Regions from separate parts of the Pan troglodytes genome. Here region 1 is linked to region 2. A link is a contact called in public Hi-C data. All regions are on one chromosome and are shown on one strand. The core of a region is the stretch at or near the end of the contact, and the rest is flanking DNA. Distances in the headings are between cores, read along the strand shown. Region 1 overlaps CAMKMT (calmodulin-lysine N-methyltransferase). Region 2 holds the start of LOC100610590.

Region 1 (5,140 bases), core at 1,994-4,493, 470 kb before region 2:
GTCTATCAACCCAACTAGACCTATAATCTCTAAGGCAGTGACTGCTTCCTTTCAGATTCAAATTCAGCAAACAACTGTGTTAAATGTTATTCCTGACCTTCCTCACTATGCCAGAACAAATGCTCCTCCCTGTACTCCAAATAACATTGCGTGATATCTCTATTAATTGTACTAACAGCACTGTAAATACATTGAAACCCTCTATGCTGAAATTCTCTATTTCCGTTTTTGCTCTCTATTCTGCTAAAATGTAAGCTCCTCATACTAATAACTTTTCTTTATTCAGTGCCTGGTATGTAGAACTGAGTAATATTTATGACATTCATCGTGAAAGACTGGCCAGACACAAGAATGACAAGAAAAGATCTGAGACATAGTGACAGATGAAACTCGAGAATGTATTATTATTTGAACAAACTTGATTCTAATATTTACCAAAATGATACAGTTGAAAAGAGTCAAAATGTAATCCTTCTATAGCGTGTGGCTTAGTTTAATATCCATGTTCCATTATTTCTTTTGTATCCTCTTGAGTATTTAATAAATTTTATTAATATCTGATTTAAATTTTAAAGTAGATAAATTAGGCTTTAATAAAAACAAATGGAAACTTTTAGTAAGTGGTTGGACTTGTTCTGAATAAAGGAATATAGAATGGACCTTATTTGAAAAGTTGAAGCTTTTAAATAGTAAGAATATAGGTTGAAATTTTTTTTGTTTTTGAGATGGAGTCTTGCTCTGTCACCCAGGCTGGAGTGCAGTGGCATCATCTTGGCTCATTGCAACCTCCGCCTCCTGGGTTCAAGTGATTCTCCTGTCTCAGCTTCCTGAGTAGCTAGGATTACAGGTGCGTGCCACCACACCCAGCTAATTTTTGTAGTTTTAGTAGAGATGGGGTTTCACCATGTTGGCCAGGATGGTCTTGATCTCTTCACCTTGTGATCCGCCCGTCTTGGCTCCCAAAGTGCTGGGATTACAGGCATGAGCCACCGCGCCTGGCCTATAGGTAGAAATTTTTGAAAGGAATAACTGGTGTGGCAAGTAGAGCTGGCAATATTGTGTATATTACAAGGATGGCCTTCAAAAGGCAGAGGACTGTTGGATACCTCACTATTTTAAAGAGAAATTTTATTTAAAAAAGAAATCTTATGCATGATCTCATTTCGGTTTTGATTTACTAGAAGCATATGATGGACCTACGAACAGGACCCTTCAAATCAAAATGCATCGTTTAGGAATATTCTGAAGGGGAAAGTCTGTGACTGCATTCTCTGAGAACCATCTGCTCACCTACTTATGTCCCTTAAAACTGAAGCTTTAGGATATCCTTTGAAACCTTTTTGTTTCTTATAATATATGGTACCATAAATACCATTGCATTTGATTTTTGTGTGAAACAACACTAAATCACTACTAAAAAGGAAAGAATGAGGTTATCTTGCTGACAATTTAAAGAAAAGACTTCTTCATAATATATTTACGACATCTAAAATGCCTTTTGTCCTCAGGGTAGCACTGTAGTTCTTCGGTGCTTGAGTTGATACTGCAATTTAATACTGTACCTACAAAGAAAATTACAGTTTTTAAACTGTTTATTCCAAGTGCTTTCAAAATGAAGACACTACTAAAGTGGTGAAAGCATGTAGTTGGAAAAAAAAAGTAGTAGGAGATTATTAATTTCTTAAAGGTAAAGATTATTGCAAATTCAAAAGATCCCACTCATTATCAATATGGGGTCCTTCTACAGTTTTGCATAGTATAACATATTCTTAAAATGGGATACATAGTGACTTTGTAGCATCAACTATTTAAATTTTCTAGCTCCTGAGTCCTTTTCTTGCTGTGAAATGTGTTCATTTTATTGTGTGATGATATTAACATATATCAAGAATATAAGTGAAATATTAAATCTTGTCACGTTCAGGGTTTTAGGGTTCTTAAAAATGTGTAAAGGTTTTTTTACACTGTGTAAAAAAAAACTTTATATGTTTGTGAGATTTTGAGTTACCTAATTTTATAAACTAAATTACTTTGTGAAAAAAAATGCTTAGAATCATATGTTCCATGTAGCTCAATATTGTTTTCTGGAATTGAATTAAATTATATCTACAGTTGCTTAACAGAAAGAGCACTTAATTTGTAATCCACAGACCTTGTGGTCTTAGGCAAGCCATGTAATTTCCTTGTCTTTCAATTTCCTCATCTGTAAAATGGGGATAATAACTCAAAGGATTGGTCTAAGGATCAATGCTTATGAATAAAAAGCACCTAGTACATGACACATGGTGGGTGCTATATCCCAGCTATTATTATTATCCAAATGGCGTATTACTGAAGTAATGAAAGAAAGCTTTTATACAGTCATATCAATGGTAGTTCTGGGTTATAGTCTCAGAGACATCATTACTATGAGGATATAGAGAATTTAGGAAAATTTTAAAAATTATTTAAACAAAATTTGAAAAACATTGTAGGAATGTATTACCACATACAATTATATCTGCCTACCTATGTATTTAATCACTATCTTTTAGAAAACACACAACAAAAGTTCAGTTTGCTATAGTTCATTATAGAGTTAATAGGAGCTTGGAGATTTGATCTAATAAAATGCACTTCATAGTAGAGCAAACCCATGATGTTATCAGAAATTTTGGAGAAGTCCAGGATTGGTGTATACAGGTGTACCCACCCTGAGAACCAGTGGATCTATATAAGTCTGGTGTATTGGTTTCAGTACAATGATATTTATATACAACTTTGTATCAAATAAGTTTGCTAAGCCCTATTATAAGTTAAAACTATTTTTAAACCATATTTCCCCACCCTGGTTTGGAAATTGATAAAACAGTTTAAAGCTGAAAAACATAAACTACAATAACTCAATAAACAATTTAAAAATAAGTTGTGTAGGTAGCTGGAAAAAATTATAAATCTCAAAAGTATAGATTTAAGATAAAGCCCAGTTATCTAGAATTATAAGGTTATAGTACATTTTTGGTTGAGCACATTTAGCTTTTTCTATTCCTCCATTTTGCCTAGCTGCCTTTTCTTAACTATGAAAGGAATTGAAAAGTCCATCAGAGCTTTTGTTCGCACTAAAGAATAGTCATTTGAAGAAAATGGTGCCAGGCCAGACATGTAAAGATATTTAAAGAAAAGAAGGAAGGTGATAGGCCTAAATTCAGGACTATTAGCATATTCACAATGGTACAGGTATAGGCTAAGCTTGGTCACAGGTGAAAGGCAGTAGTGTGAGAACTCATGGAATTAACAAAGCTACTTCACACAAAGGGACGGATGGTACTTCCTCCATGTCCATTCCTTTCTAAGATTTCAGTGGCAAACAGCCTATGTAAGGCTGCAGTGACAATTTGTTTCAGTGGCCCTAAAAAATACCCATATGTACCATAGATTTAATGTGTAAAATTAAAAGCAATGTATATTAAATATTTTCTAGGAATCTGTGATTTTGTGACCAAAGATCTGAATATACTTAAAAACAAATCCTAATTTTTTTCTAAAGAAACATGATAAATATCTGGATAGCTGGCTACATTTTGAAATATTCACCCAATATTTCTGCAATAGTCAGCATTTCAATAATAATTTTATTTGCTTTTTCATGGCTTTGAATTGGGTATTATTTTGTTTCTTTGTTTTGTCCTAAGTCTATATATTTTTTTCTTGCCACCATTTGCTGTGATTACAGATATAGGTTTAGAGTTTAGCCTTTGCAATATCATCAGTTGATGGCATGTCTACAGCAATATGGTGGATAATATTTTTTATTTTCATAGTATGAGTGCTACTTGACTCTGACTGAATGATTTTCTGTTACAAGATTTTCTTTGGTTTATAGACCTACTTTACCTTGGCTTCTGAATATGCTGAAATCCTTCTGCCCTTGGTTATAACACCTTTTATTTGTTAACATTTAAAATGCTTTCAAATCTTTAACAGTAATAAAGGCATTAGTTATTTTAATTAATTTGTATGGATGGAATAAAACCAAAGGGAAGGTGTCATTTTCGGTTACAATAAAAAGATATAAAAGTTAATTGCTTTTCTTTTCTTTCTTTCTTTCTTTTTTTTTTTTGAGAGGCGTCTCGCTCTGTCGCCCAGGCTGGAGTGCAGTGGCACGATCTCGGCTCACTGCAAGCTCCGCCTCCTGGGTTCACCCCATTCTCCTGCCTCAGCCTCCCGAGTAGCCGGGACTACAGGCGCCCGCCACCACGCCGGCTAATTTTTTGTATTTTTAGTAGAGACGGGGTTTCATCATGTTAGCCAGGATGGTCTCGATCTCCTGACCTCGTGATCCGCCCGCCTCGGCCTCCCAAGGTGCTGGGATTACAGGCGTGAGCCACCGCGCCCGGCAATTGCTTTTCTTTTCTAAGAAAATTTTGCTGACATCTTTGGTACATATTGCTATTCTTAAAGGTTTGAGTTTACTAATCCTCAACAGTAAATATCTTTAAAAATGTATAACCTTGCTTAATATTAATTACCTAAGAATGCCACAAGAAACTGGCATCTTTATAGTTACTTTATATTACAGAGTGTAATAAATTCTAGAAAGATGGGACTAATTATGGTAACAGACATTTTATACTCAATAAAAACTTTCCTTAATTTCACCCTTATGCAGGGAGTCTCAGCAGAGTACCTCTCTTTTGTGTCTTGGTTGGTATGGCATGGCACTAAGTGACATTAGATTAGCAACTGGGGAACAACTTTGTGAAACTGTTCATGGAAGTGAATTTTCAGAGTTCAAGGTTGTGGGTTTTTTTCCTATGTCAGATCACCTAGCAACTTTAGATTCAGGCGGAAGTTGGAGTTTATTTTACAAAACATGAAAAAGCTTTTAAGCCAACATTTTTGAGGTAAATCTGTAGCAAAAGTGAGGCCACCTGCTGTTAAGAAAAGTGCCTACACATTCATCACATTTCTGTCCCCAGTAGAGGGTACTGCTGAGTAAAACACTGCCATTGTTGTTCAGATCCTATAGGTGGCAGCAGTTCCTACAGTTTCAGAGCATAACAATGGCTCGATTTGTGGGTCTAAGAATAAAGCTGTCACGAACTCATGGGATCTTTATACTGTAAGGGCTCTTCTTTGAAATGTCATACATGAGAAAATT
Region 2 (4,842 bases), core at 2,249-4,748:
CCTCCGGATCTAGCCCCCCACGCCGACGCCTGAGGTCCCTGCTGCCCCGACCGATGCCTGCGGACTCCCAGCCCCCTCCCCTCGCCTCCTCCCCTGAGCAGCCGGTGGGCCTGGCCTCGAGGCCACAGGGCTGAGTTCTACCCTCGCCTCAGGTCCCCTTTCTCACCAGCAGCGCCCACCCCTCCCTTCCCTGCCCCTACTTTAGCCCTCTGGGTCGATCAAGGCCCGGGCACCGCCTTTGCCCAGCTCAGAGGTGATGCCTAAAGATTGCCAGTTTAGGGTTAAGTTAGGGGGTTATGTGATGGGAAATGGGGCAGGGCATGCTAGTGGAGCTAGAGAAAGAGAAAGGAAGAGAAGCAAACCAGACGGACTTGGAGGGCTCTCTGTATCCCAGGGCCTACCTGGCCTTTTGATTCCTTCCCACGACCTCCCAGAGACGCTCACGCGGGCACAGGGTCCTGAGGTTACCAACCTGACCAGGCCCACTGTGTGTCTGAGGGATCCTGGGCATGTTTGTGTTTGTGTGTTGGGGGGTGGGGTCCAGAAAGTCCTGAGTGTGGATTTGGAGCAGCCTGCTTCCCAAGCCCAGAGCATTAATTCCCCCCAAAAGTAACCCTTAAGGGCCCAAGAGCTGTGTATGCAAGGAGGGAGTGAAGGACCTTGAGATCCGACTGTCCAGGGAAAAGGGTATCAGAGGAGAGGGGAGACAGAAAGGGAAGGAAGGCTACTCTTCCTGAGGACTGAAGCACAGTTTTTAAGAGCGAGTCTTATATTTACTGGCCAGCCATGTCAGCTGCCCCACCAAGAAAAGGTGAAGTAGATGACTGCTTTGGTTTCCCTTCCTTCCAGAGCTCTGGCTCTCTGCCTCTCTGCCAGGCTGCCAGGCCAGTCTTGCAGGGTGGTCTTGCCTATAGCACTTTTTTTTGCCAGGCCTCCCTGGGACTAGAAGCCAAAGAAGGGATACCTCTGTTGAGGGGGAGTGCAGGACGGGCTGTGGTCCCTTGCCTTCCCTACTGCCACTTGTCATAACATGTGACTGGGCTCTGTGAATGGTGGAGGCAATGATGGGTTAGGGAGGGGAGCTGCCCACCCTTTCTCAAATCCAAGTCCTGGCACACCAGGTCTGGCTGTTCAGAAGGGGAACCTTGGGAAGAAGTGTGTGGCCTCTGGGCAGTGGAAGCCAAGAGAACCTAAGGTGATAGGAGGATGGAAGGCTGACCCTCAGCCACCCCAGCATTAGTCCAGATGCACCTTTAAGGAACTGGAGTGACTAATTGATTTGCAATTGGTCCACTTGGGAGAGGCTGGCAGTGCACTCCCTGGGCTGGATCCTGAGACAGCAAAAGCCTCTCCCGCCACCCGCCCCCCTCCCTGCACTGCCCCCAACCAGTATGGCTCACACCTCCCAACTCTCCAGCCCCTCTCTCTTGGGAATGGGTAACTGCAGGCAGCTAGGCTGGGTTTGTGCCCACCCTCCTGGGCCTGGCAGTGGGAGGTGCCGTGGTTCAAGACAGAGCCAAACTTCCCCTGTTTCAGAATGTGGGGGGTGGAGGGTCCTTTAGAGGGCGGCGGGGCTCATTAGGCAGAGCAGGGTGCCGAGAGGTGCGCGTCGCCGGCCCCTGAGGCCGCCTTTGAGCCGTCGGGGCGGCTTCATTAAGCTGCGCTAACAAGGCGTACAAATGCCGAGCCCAGCAGCTTTCTTGCAATGCCCGGCCTTAGCAGGGCGCCGGACTAATGAGGGTCACTCAAAGGGGCTGATCAAATATTCAAATTTCCCCGCACGCCAGGAACTTTTATGCATGGAGAAAGTTGAGGCAACTGAGCTGTGTTTACTGTCCCGGGCGACAATTGCTTGGAGCGCCAGTCCCCGGAGGCTAAGGCGGGGGGCGGGGGTGCGGGGAGGGAGCAGTTGTTGTTGTTGTTTTTCAAAGGAAAGTAATCGGGGTCCTTGAAGGGCTTCACGGCCTCCCCGCCTGCGTGCTGCGCTCCCCTGCGCCCTCCCTGGCCGCCCGCGCCAAGCGCCTCAGTTTGCAGCTTGCGGGGAGGCCCAGACTACGGGCCACCCGGCCAGCCTCCGCCTCCCGACATCCTGGGAGCCGGAAGGGGCGTTGCCCCCACAGGGCAAACCTTCCCCCGGCCTCCTGGTCGGCTGTTTAGAGCTGAGCAAGGCCAAGTGGGTGCAGCTGCCCCAACCCTCCGGATCCTCGTCTCCCGGAGGCCTGCAGACCCGTTGGCTTTCCCTGTAACCCAAAACAAGGAGAGAGTGGGAGGTCTCTCGGGCGTTCTCCAGATGTGGTTGAGACTTTCCCAGTGCTGGGGTTGCGGGTGACATTTGTAAATAAATGCCAGTTGGTCCGGGTACAAGGAGAACACTATTTAAACCCCAAAGACATCTTTTCTCCCTGCCCCACCTGAAGGCTATATTTTCGATCGCCGGGGCCAGGATTGAAGCGGGGATGATGGCAGCAAATTTGTTCTGCACAGGTGACCCGGCCTGTACGGGCGCCAAGTCCCAGGTCCCGCAATCAGAGCGGCCAGAGAGCAGAGAAGAGACCTAGAGGATCTGCAAGCTGACCTATCCACCCGAGACTCTCCGCTCTGAGCGACCCCAGGGTGCAGGCGCCCTCCACGCGCCACCTCCTCTAGCGGTCCCCCAGGGTCCCTTCCCAGTCCTCGCACTGCCCTAGGGCTTGCTTGGTTCCCACACCAGCGTGGAAGGCCGCTGGGCCCCGGAACCCAAGGTCCCTCTGCTTCTGCTCCACTCCCCAGTGCCCAGCGCCTGGGAATTTGGGAGGGGAAGCTCTGGCGCTCCACAGCCCTGCTTCCCACCCTAACACACACTCAGAACCCCTCGACTGAGATCCTTTGGAGCCTGCGCCCCCAGCCCGGCGGGGAGCCAGTCCGGCCCTCAGCTCTGGGACTAGCCGCCCCGCCTCCCTGCCCTGCTCTCCGGACTCTCAACTTACCCGCTCCAGGCGGCGGGAGTACTGCTTCAGGCCAGAGCCGAGAGGCGCTGGCGGCGGCTGGACCGCGAGGTGGGCTCGGTGGGCGGCGCCGAGCTCGGCTCTGCTGGGAGGCGCGGACAGCCTGGGGCTGCCACCTGCCCCACCGGGTCCCGGCGCACAAAGCTACACGCCTCTCTGCAGCCCTCTGCCCTGCTTCGCGTTCCGGAGCCGCGGTCGCCACCCAAGCAGGCGGGGTGCGTCAGGGCGGCAGGGCGGCAGGCGCTGGGGCAGAGGCTGGAGGGCGGGAGTGTCGCCAGAGTCTCAGCCCCACTTGCTTCAGTTCTCCCTGAGTGGCGATGGTTTTTTATTTCAGCGCTTTCGGCAGAGCCCGCAGCACCTGCCCAGCCTCCCTCCGGGGCTGGCCCGGCAGTGGCAGGGAGAGGCCAGGTCGCCCCCACCCGGAGGCGGGGGTTTCGGGGACGGGGAGGGGACTGACCGGGTTCACCCGCCCGCCCGGCGCCTGGGTCCCCGGCTCCGGGGGATGCAGTTTCGGGGTCACGAGCTGCTTTCAAAAAGTTGAACACAATATTCGGAAACCCACCCGTAGGAATTCTCCCCCCACACGCGGCACAATACCCACTCCCCTCCCCTTTTTCATTCCTTCCTCCCCCGCTTCCTCCTCCTGCCCCTTCCCCCTCCCACCCTTCAGCCTATAATCCTTCCCCTACAAGAGAAAGGAATCGGGAAGAAAACATGAAGTGTCTGTTTTTGTGTCCCAACCTTTGGGCTCTTTCTGGGCCCTCAGTGAATGACCGCCCAGAGCTTCTCAGCTGCGTGGAGAAGGACTCATGGCCAGGAGGAGAGGAAATATATATGCAGTGGCGAGAGCACTGAAATGCGGCTTGGCAGGTCTTCCCTTTGGAGGAATATTTTTCTGCCCCAGTCGTCGTGTTTAAGACCTGCTACCCCACGGCTGCCTCTGGCTAAGTGAGCCAGTATTGGCCCCTCGCCGGACCCAGGGCCTCCCTGCCGCCCGGAATCCTCCAAGGAGGCTTGCACTTGTCAGCTTGCTCTTCTCCCCGGCCCTCAGAGGCCTGGCACTGCGGGAGTCAAGGCCTAAGCAGGGCTTCAGCTCGGGGTTTAGGGGCTGGGACACTCACAGCCCCAGTCACGTTAGGTTTCCCATTTAAATTCTCTCTCAACCTCTCTTTCTCTCTTCCCTCATTGAGATCACCAAAGTGGTGTGGACACGGCGCCTTGCCCCCAGATCTGCATCGGAATGCAGAAAAGATCTTTAAAAAAAAAAAAAAGTTTTGAATTCCTCAATGATTTTTCTTCTGGAAAGGCAGCTTAGGATAATTATTTCAGCTTTATTGAGGGCAGATTAGTTGAAGTCTGGGCGCTGCGTTTCAATACGCGTTGTACACGGGCCGACAATGTGGTCATTGTTGGCTACTGTGTGTGAATCCATTCAACATATACACTTTTTAACACCAAACCGAGTCCTGTCTAAATATACACAGTGCTCAGGGAAAGACGTCTCTGACCCCGACAAATCTGCGTAAATCACACTTCCATAGTTACAGAAGCCTCACAAAGGGAGGCCCGGCTCAAGATGCTGATTACATCTTCTTAAAAGCAACATACCTAAGAATAAATACCCATGCCTGGCCTAGGGGCTGTGGTGGCCAGAGGCAGAGAGGGCCCTCTGTGTTCTATGGGCCTTTTGGCGTCTGTTTTAGGCTTTCGATGTTACTTTCCCTAGAGAAATTAGACAGTTTAAAAATAATAATGGTAATTATTATTATTTTACAATACGAGCAAACAAGCAATTTTCAGGCCTTATTCACTTCATCCGGGTGGCTGGCCTCCAAAGTTTGAGTGCCCTCTGGGGCTG

The links. Hi-C and Micro-C count contacts between places; a contact is called where the count stands out from the background.
Region 1: a contact with region 2 is called in a Hi-C map of induced pluripotent stem cells, with 2.0 times the contacts expected there. The contact joins the enhancer-like site here to the promoter of LOC100610590 in region 2. A contact is called at or near these places in 2 of 7 Hi-C or Micro-C datasets (blood and induced pluripotent stem cells) and 1 of 1 datasets of contacts at active chromatin or transcription factors (stem cell-derived excitatory neurons).

What each region holds. Positions count from the first base shown.
Region 1 is chr12:78,238,219-78,243,358 of NHGRI_mPanTro3-v2.0_pri, reverse strand. The region is part of intron 3 of CAMKMT (calmodulin-lysine N-methyltransferase); the gene reads left to right. Among named protein-coding and RNA genes, the nearest start is that of CAMKMT, 110 kb to the left of the region's middle. Within about 2 kb of position 3,243, at least 1 of the 24 cell types and tissues checked has an H3K27ac peak or open chromatin away from gene starts, as enhancers often do. A contact at or near this core is called in induced pluripotent stem cells, where this site is marked.
Region 2 is chr12:77,772,842-77,777,683 of NHGRI_mPanTro3-v2.0_pri, reverse strand. LOC100610590 reads right to left here and starts at 3,498. Exons shown (of 2, transcript XM_054677819.2): 1 at 2,967-3,498.